Linked DNA regions of Mus musculus: region 1 is linked to region 2. A link is a contact called in public Hi-C data. All regions are on one chromosome and are shown on one strand. Each heading gives the region's core, a stretch centred on a gene start, on an enhancer-like site or on the middle of the called end of the contact. The rest is flanking DNA. Distances are from core to core; before and after follow the strand shown. Region 1 holds the start of Ephb2 (Eph receptor B2). Region 2 overlaps Ephb2 (Eph receptor B2).

Region 1 (4,260 bases), core at 1,016-3,515, 74 kb before region 2:
GCTGGATAGGGTTTGGCTGGGACAAAGGCGGAGTCGAAGGCAGTTGCCAAGAGAGCAGAGAGGAAGGCCTTGGATGGCTGACAAGACTCAGCCTTTCTATAGGATCTCAAATGGGGAATCATACAACACGGAGGGAGAACGGGATGGGGAAGATACGGGGCTTTGTTTATTGCTACAGTGATTTTTTTTTTTTTTTTTTTTTGCGTTTGGCCAGGTAAAAGTCCAGACTGCTATCAATTAATGATAAGGTTTTCAGTGACTGTGGGAAGTTGGCTAACTGAATAAACGTGTTCTATGGACCTATGCAAGGCCCAAGGGATGAGTGTGGGTGTCAGACACTGCTTGAATCCTAGCTCCGATGCGCTATTTGGCCTTGAGCAGATGACTTACCTGGTCCTCAGTCTCATCACCTGAGATGGCCTGCACCTGCCACCAGAGTTGTGACAATGGAGGAGAGGAAAATCTGGAAACGTGAACAGCCCCGAGCCTCATCCCTGGTACCCGGGTTCTCAAAGGATGCTAAAATCTAGTATTTGTATTTTGAATCAAAAAGGATTTTAAATCAAGAAGGAAGCAATTGCTAGGGGTGGGTGGATGGTGACAAGGGTCCCCAGGGGATAGAAAGAAAGCAGAGCTGAATCCACCCAGGATGTAATAGATGGCCCATAAATGTTTCTGGAAATGGGGAGGGGCCACCTGTATACACCAGGGATGGAGGAGAAAAGGCTCAGAGTCCACCAAATCCTAAGCCCCTTGGTTTGTCTGATGAGGAGAAACAGAGAAAAAAAAAAAAAAGCCAGGGCACCCAATTAACTTCTACCCCAGGCAGGAGTCTGCAGGCAACACGGAGTGGAAGGTGTTGGCAGAGAGGGTGATCTTCCCTGTTGTCTTCTATTCTCCCCGGCTCACTTCTGTTCTGCCTCCTTTGCAACCTTCGAGGCCCACCATTTCCAGGTGGCCTCCCAGGCTGAGGTTCATTTCTGATGGACTCTCAATGCTTCAAAGGGTGCCCCAAATTTCCAAACCTCAGTTGGTGTCTCAGGACAGTCTGTCTGATGGGCCTTGAAGGGAAGACATCTCTGGGACGTTTTGTTAGTTTGTGGGACAAAGGGACTGGAGAGGTCTGCACTGGACTTTTAACAGCTTGTCTCTCTAAAGCATTCTTCCACCCACTGCAATGATCATGGCCAGTGCTGTTGGCTAAGTGTGTTTTCAGGAGCGCGGGTCCCAAAGGCTAGGGGCCCTGCCTGGGTGGTTCCCGCAGGATCCCTCCAGTCCTCCCACCACCGGTCTCAGCAAGCCCGCTAATGATGATGGTGATGAAGGCTGTCAGAGCAGGCTGGGCCCGCAGAAATGGAACAAGGGGTTGTGTCCTCCCCGAAGGGACAGCTATGCACAAAACCGAGCAGCCCAGACAGGTCCATTCCACCGAGGGGTGGAGTAGGGGCTGTCGCTAGGCACCCCCCACCCCCGGGCCTCCTCCACACCCCTGCTCGCAAACTGCACCGGGAACCAGATCAACAGAGGAGAAATACAATGTGCGGCTGGGAAGGTCCGCGGGGAGGGGCCGGTGGGCTCGCGCAAGACAACAAGGCAAGGAGGGAAGGCCCGGGGTCTGCCTGCCAGGGCCCGCCACTCCTGCCAGAGAGAACCCCGGGCCCGCGGGCGAGCGCCAAGGCCCACTCTCCCAGGCAGAGGCCCCAGCCCAACCCTAGAGCCTGGGAAAGCCGCCTGTTTTGTTCCCAGCTCCCCCCTCTTTCCCCCCCTCATTCATTGCAGTTCAGTCCCTTTCGAAGCCGCAGGGACGCGGGTGGCAGGGCTCAGGCAAGGGGGTGGCACTCCCAGTCCTGACAGGTAGGGCCAGTCCCCCGGCTTTGGGCAGCCCCTTCCTCGTTCTCCGCCCCCCCGCCCCGGGTCCCCTCTCTCTGCTCCTGTCAGCCGCGCCAGACGATCTCGGCTTTGCAGCATTCAATAAAAATTGAGAAACATTTGGGCTGAAATCGCTGCTTTATCTGGAGGAGCCACAGCGCCGGGAGAGACCACTGCTGCGCGGGGGGGATTCCGGGGTCCCGGACACCCGGGTGAGTGGGGTCACGATGCTCCAACACGGTTGCTGCCCCATCCGAAGGGACTCAAAAGATTTAGAAGATCATGACTCGGGCGTGGTGCAACCCGTGGGTGCACCGGGCAGAGGCACAGGATTGGCAGTCCAACCCCGGCTCCCCCCACGCCCGCGGCTCAGGTGGGCCGTGCCCAGCGCTGGCGGAGCCCGGGTCCCCGTTCTGCCCGGGCTGGATGGCTCATTCTGCTGGCTGCGCGGCGGCGGCGGCTCGTGTGTGTGTGCGCCGCGCCCCGCCGCTCCCCGCCGGCCCCCCGAGCCCGGGGCGCGCGCTCCAGCCCGGGGGTCCCCGCGGCGCCGCGGCCGGAGGCTCCGGGCAGCGCAGCAATGGCCGTGCGCAGGCTGGGGGCCGCGCTGCTGCTGCTGCCGCTGCTAGCCGCCGTGGAAGGTGAGCGGGGATGGGGGCGGGGAGCGGCCGCCTCGGCCCCGGGTCGCCCCCTCACTCGGCCCCGCGGTCGCAAAGTTTGCCCGGGGGCCGGTGCCGGGCGCAGGTGGCCGCGGGGAGGTGTGGCCGGCGGCCACCGCTGGGAAAGACGCGGGGCCCCGCGGGCGCCCGGGCGAGCGGCGGGCGCTGATTGACTGTGCCAGGAGGAGGCGAAGGGACCATCTTGCCGAGGCTTTGTAGCCAGCCGGGTGAGCGCCGCCCAGGGCTGGGGGGTCTTACCACTGCGCGCCCGCCACCGAGGTCCCCGCATCCCCGCAGAGCCCGGCAATGCCTCGGCACCGAGCTCAGGGGCGCGGGCCCGGCGCGCAGTGGGTGCTGCAAAGTTTGGCAGGGAGCGTTCCGAGGGAGGCACCGCGGCCGCGCCAAGGATTGGGGATCCCTGGCCGCGCCCCCTTGGATGCAGCCTGGGCCACCCGAAGAGCAGGGGCACCCGTGGAGTGGAGCGAAGCGCGCGTGTCCCCCACCCTCGCGTCCGTGCCCGCCCGGTCGCTCGCGGCGTACAATGGGGTCCCCTCCCCAGCAGGACTGAGCGGGGGATGGGGCGATGGGCATCACTCTTGCGCGCCGGGTTCTCCGGGTACCTCCGCGGGCCACCGCCCCGTGGGCGACAGAGCTCAGCGTGGAGTCTGGAGCCCCGAGAACTCTCCAGCTGCCGTCAGAGACCGGACCAGATGCTTTGCCATGTGTTGTTGGCCTTGGCCTGGGTCTCTGGGCCTCTCCCCGAGGCCTCGCGCTGTGGTACCACCCGACCCCCCGGGGGCGGGAGTGGCTGCCAGGTGGTCGCAGCTCGCTGGCTTTGGAGGAAAAGTTGTTAGTGGGGGTCTGGGTGTGTCCACCAGGAATGGCCGGGCTGGAAGGACCAGGCGTGAATCCTAATAATGGTTCTCACGTGTACTGTGCTCTACAGTTTGCCAGTCGCTTCAGTTTATGAAGTACTTTGCTCTCCGTGGTTTACAGCGTGCTGCACGGTTGACAAGGTACTTGAAGCCTTCTTTGCAAAGTGCTTGCCGGCCGACAATCTGTGTTGAATCCTTCAGAAGTCTTCCGGGAAGCCAGATGGGTCGAATTTTTACTGGTTTTTAGCAAATAGGGAAACCGCGGGTTCAGAAAAATCCTGTCTCAGCCCTAGCCATTGGGTGATAAAAATAGGCCCTGAGTCTGAGGTCTTTCAAACAACTGGCTGGGTTTTCTTACCCCTAAAGAAGGTGACCCGTTCTAGGAGTGTGCCACCGAGGGCTTGAGGGGTGAGACACAGAGTGCCCTATTCTTGGGTCACTTTGGGGTGAGGTGTGAAGAAGCCTTGAGGGCTCCAGGCACAGCCACTCCAGGCATGGTGGGGGACCCCGTGCTATAACTTAGTTTCTTTCCCAGTAATGAGCATTTTAGTGACCGCAGTGGGGAGGAGAAGGGGGGGGGTCCTTGGATGGCAGCCATAGTGTTTGGCACCAAGGCAGCTGTCCTCCGGCTCCTGCAGGATTTGGCGGCTGCCTGCGGTTTCCCAGAGTGGGGTGGCCAGGGCACTGAGGGTGCCACGGGCCCTGGGTGTGGAGGGCAGCCGTGGAGCCCGGCTGCTGGCGGGGAGCTCCCTGGGAGCTGGTTGGTGTACCGCGTATTACTCCGGCTTTGGGGAAATGACTCATGTGCTGGCCCGCTATACGTTGGGATGTTTACAGTATTATGGGGAGCTTGGCATAAA
Region 2 (4,100 bases), core at 1,560-4,059:
TTCCCATGATCTGTCAGTAGGGAGGGCCCTTGCTAACAGTCTGGAGGAGAGCCTTCCATATATACAGACAGATCTTTACACTTTGTAAATACATGTAACCCAGGCTAGCCTCAAACCCACTGTACTTGAACCCAGGCTAGCCTCAAACCCACTGTACTTGAACCCAGGCTAGCCTCAAACCTACAAACAGTTCTACTTCGGCCTCCAGAGTGTCAGTCTTACAGGCGCATGCCACGAAACTCATACCATTAATATTTAAATAATTATCTGGTTGTTTTCTTTTTATTTTTTATTTATTTATTTATTTTTAAGACAAGGGCTCAGGCTGGCCTTCAACTTGCTAGGTAGTTGGGGACGACCTTGAACCCTGATCCTCTTGCTTCCTCCTGCAGATGCTGGGATTACAGGTTTTTGCCACCACACCTGGCTCTCATGGATCTTTTTAAAGAAAAACAAAACAAAACAACAAAACCAACAAAAATGAACCACTGCTGAATCTAATCAGCTACATAATGATAAGAGTGGAACCTAGGGCCTTCAGCCTCTAAGACAGCACTTCACCACTGGCCCCACCCCAGCCTAGGAGTTTTCTGTCTTCATATTCCTGTCCCTCTCCCAGACACATTACATGTATAGATGGGTTCTGGCTCAAATGAGCAGTTACCAGTGTACCAACACCCTACTGGGTGTTCTACCCTATAGGGTTTATAGGGAGCTGGGGGAGGGTGGCTGGCTGGGGGGAGGGTGGTCTTTGCTTGCACTGGGTGAGCTTTCCTGGTCTGCATTTGTTTAGGAGATGCCTCTGACATAGGGCTGAGAAGTCCCCGGACTCTTCTCACAGCTTTGGACAGGCATTGCCAGGTGACCCGTTGGCGCCTTTGCCGCTCTGCCCCCCTCCCGGCAGTTGCTGCTCTCTGCCTGTGGTCATGCTCACCAACAGGACTATTAGGTCTGTGGCTTTGTTTTCTGTTTTACTCCCAGAATCCTATGCTTGTTGGGAGGGGAGAGGTGGGGGTAGGGAGCAGGGGTCCTCTCGGGCCCTGGGATGGTTTTCTTCCAAATCTGCTCTCAGCCTCAGCTTTTCCCTCGGAGACTGACCAGTGGCCCACATGTGGCTGGAGGAGTCTGGAGGAGGAGCCTGGCCAGTCTAGGGGTGCGTAGGAGGGAGGCAGTAGCCTCAAGCACTCGTTGGCTTGGTAGGAGGGGAGATGGGGTGGGGTTGGAATGCTGGGGGAAGGGGGTAGGGTCATGGGTGACCTCTGCAGACCTCTAGACTCAGCTCAAACCAGGACCACACAGCCCAGCCTTTAGGGAGTGGGGAGAGCCTGGATGGATTAGATGGGGCAGGGATCCTGGCCAGCACTTGAAAGTTGTTCAGGCCCTCGCTCTTAGAGTCTGGACAATCAACTTCCTGTACTTCCTTTTCCTGTCCACTCTCGGGTCCACCAGTCTATCTACCATCTTAGCCTTCTGAACACCAGCTTTTTTCTTGGTAGGGTATATGTGTGTGTGTGTGTGTGTGTGTGTGTGTGTGTGTGTGTGTGTGTCCTGGTACCCATGCACACCTGTGCATACACGCGGAAACCAGAGATCAGCGGTTTCTTCAACTGCTCTCTATTTTTTGAGCCAGTGTTTCTCAGTGATGGGCTGGACTGGTTTGGTCCACAAGCCCAGGAACCTTCCTGTCTTCCCCTCCCTAGCACTGAGGTTATGGGCACAAACCTCCTCACCTGGCTTCTGACATGAGTGCTCCTTGTCCTAACTTAGGTCCTCATGCTTAGGCCACTTCCCTGTCCCCTAGACTCCCCTTTATAACTGTGACCCATGTCATCTCCCTGGTTGTGGAGCCTCCACCCTCAAGAGTCTATGGAGAGCAGCCAGCAGGATGTGAAGGGAGGGATTTCAGCTCTCTAAACTGAGAAAGAGGGGTGTTAGACCTGATCCAGTCCCCCACCTCCTGTGACCCTAGAGCTCCTGGTTTGGGGGAAAGGGAAGAGCTGGGTAAGTGAGTGCTGAGGGTGGAGATAAAGGGTTTAGGATGTAGGACTTCTGGGAAAAGAGCAACCAGGAAGACTTCCAGGTGGAGGAGGCCATGGTGGGCCATTTCTTCCAGTTCAGAGAGTGGTGGGTAGAAATGATCCTACGGGTTGGGGGAAGCCCTCCAGATGGTCACAAGACCTCTCTCTCTCTCTCTCTCTCTCTCTCTCTCTCTCTCTCTCTCTCTCTCTCTCTCTCTCTCTCTCTCTCACACACACACACACACACACACACACACACACACACACACACACTGTCTTGGCTAGTCTTTAGCCAGAGAAACTACTTCAGGCCTTCAGCCAACAGTACCAATACTTACCCAGTGCCCCTCTCCCGCCCAGACCCCTTGCTAAACTTCCCATCAGATTTGGAAGCAGAGACGGGGCCACCGTGGGACCCCATGTGGGCAACAGTCTCAGAGCTATGATCTCATGACCTCCCACATCTCATTTCTTCCGCACCGGTGGTGTCTCTTGCTGACCCCTCTCCTCCCTGTGGGTTGCTTCAATTTTAAAGAAAAAGACTCTGAGGTTCAGAGGAGTTCTGCAGCTGTCTAAGATGACATACGCATGATGGGTCGGGCAGCCTTGGCTCAGGCTGGCTGGAATCGGAGCCATGTTCTCTTATCCTTTCGACCTCACGAAGCTGCCCCTGACCCAGACAGCACCGGGGTGACAGGTTTGGGCCAGGCTGCCTCCTCCACAGTGCAGCAGGCTCATAAACTGCTGGAGACATTCCCTTCCCTCCGGCCCAGTGCCTTTTCATCTGGCCGGGCCTGGGATCTGGCGAGAGAGGCCCCCGTTTATTGAGGAAGTTTATGCATTTAACAGTTTAAGCCTTTCTAAGCCTGTGGTACAACAGGATTTGGGAGCCGTTAACAATGCTGTGTGGTTAAGAGATTTTCATTGCTCCGTAGCAGCTGGCTCTGGGCCCACTGGCCTGTACTGGCCTCCGCCCCACCCTGTTGGGGTGCCCCCTCCCTAGGGGCCTTTGTCTTCGAGTTCAATCCTTACTGTATCCCGCCCACCCTCCATCCTCTCACCCCAAGCCTCCAGGTATAAATTTTAAACCTCACAGAAGGAACTGATGCCCAGAGAAGGAATAGGAATTGCCATAAGAGACTTGATCTGGGTTAACAAGAAAGCTCAGTAGGTAAAGGTGCTTGCCACCAAGGCTAAGGACGTGAGTTCGATCCCCAGGACCCAGGTAGTGGAAGGAGAGAACAGACTCCCACAAGTTGTCCTCCCACTTCCCGGCATGTCCCCTGGCACGCAATCCTGGGTACATGTATACACACACCAAGTTATTAAGTAAATAAATACATGTGATTTTTTTTTAAAGACAGACTTCAACTAAGGTTTGGGGGAGTCCCTTTCCTCACCCCAAATCCACCTGGAATGAGGGTCAGTGTACGATACCGTTAAGTCCTTGTTAGCAGACTCACAAAAGTGCCCAGATACCAACTTGATCTGTTCTAGGCTTGCTCGGTGGAAGCGGGGCTCAGCAAGCTCACTGCCTTCCAGGTACAGAGCCTGCTGGGGTCCTGGTAAAACTTCCTCACTGTGCCTGCCCGGTGCTTTCTCTGCACTGTGGTCACACGAATCCCATGTGCACTGTGTTTATTTCCTGACACCCGCCTGGCTGCGGCAGAGCCTGGGGGCGCTCTGAGTCATCAACCCGTACCCTATGAGATGCTTTGATCTTAATGATGCCCACGTGCTTGCTTTTTGCCATTTTGGAGACAGGAAAACCGAAGTCAAATTGCTGGACACTTCGTGAGGTCAGAGCTGGGACTCAAACACAGCAGGCAGCCTCCCTGGCCTGGGTGTTCCTAGCATCTTGGCATCTCTATGGTGTCCAGCATGGAGCACCCCACTCTATTGTGCTCCCTCTTAGGGGCTTGAATCCCAGAGCTCCCCCAAGGCCCAAGAAGGACTGTGACTGGGTAGGAGGAAGACTGTCTCCAGCTTAGTGAGGCTTCTCACACCCAGAGTCCTTGTGTCTATGTGAAGGTCTGAGGGTAGAATTGGCAGTCTATGGATAATCCCCCAAACAACTGAACT

The links. A called contact is a pair of places that touch in the nucleus more often than the background predicts.
Region 1: a Hi-C map of uterus shows a contact between it and region 2, with 2.5 times the contacts expected there. The contact joins the promoter of Ephb2 here to the enhancer-like site in region 2. A contact is called at or near these places in 13 of 39 promoter capture datasets (the 3T3-L1 cell line, the HPC-7 cell line, cranial neural crest and 6 more), 23 of 484 Hi-C or Micro-C datasets (the G1E-ER4 cell line, LSK cells, adipose-derived mesenchymal stem cells and 10 more), 20 of 115 datasets of contacts at active chromatin or transcription factors (the HPC-7 cell line, the NIH/3T3 cell line, bone marrow-derived dendritic cells and 12 more) and 4 of 9 other capture datasets (adipose tissue, embryonic stem cells, embryonic tail and 1 more).

What each region holds. Positions count from the first base shown.
Region 1 is chr4:136,834,017-136,838,276 of GRCm38.p6, reverse strand. It overlaps Ephb2 (Eph receptor B2), which reads left to right and starts at 2,265. Exons shown (of 16, transcript NM_010142.4): 1 at 2,265-2,507. The coding sequence starts at 2,447. Gm31536 (a long non-coding RNA gene) reads right to left here and starts at 2,342. Exons shown (of 5, transcript XR_881502.3): 1 at 391-2,342.
Region 2 is chr4:136,760,645-136,764,744 of GRCm38.p6, reverse strand. The region is part of intron 3 of Ephb2 (Eph receptor B2); the gene reads left to right. Among named protein-coding and RNA genes, the nearest start is that of Gm52708, 37 kb to the left of the region's middle. Within about 2 kb of position 2,809, at least 34 of the 459 cell types and tissues checked have an H3K27ac peak or open chromatin away from gene starts, as enhancers often do. A contact at or near this core is called in the HPC-7 cell line, embryonic limb bud, embryonic tail and 1 more, where this site is marked.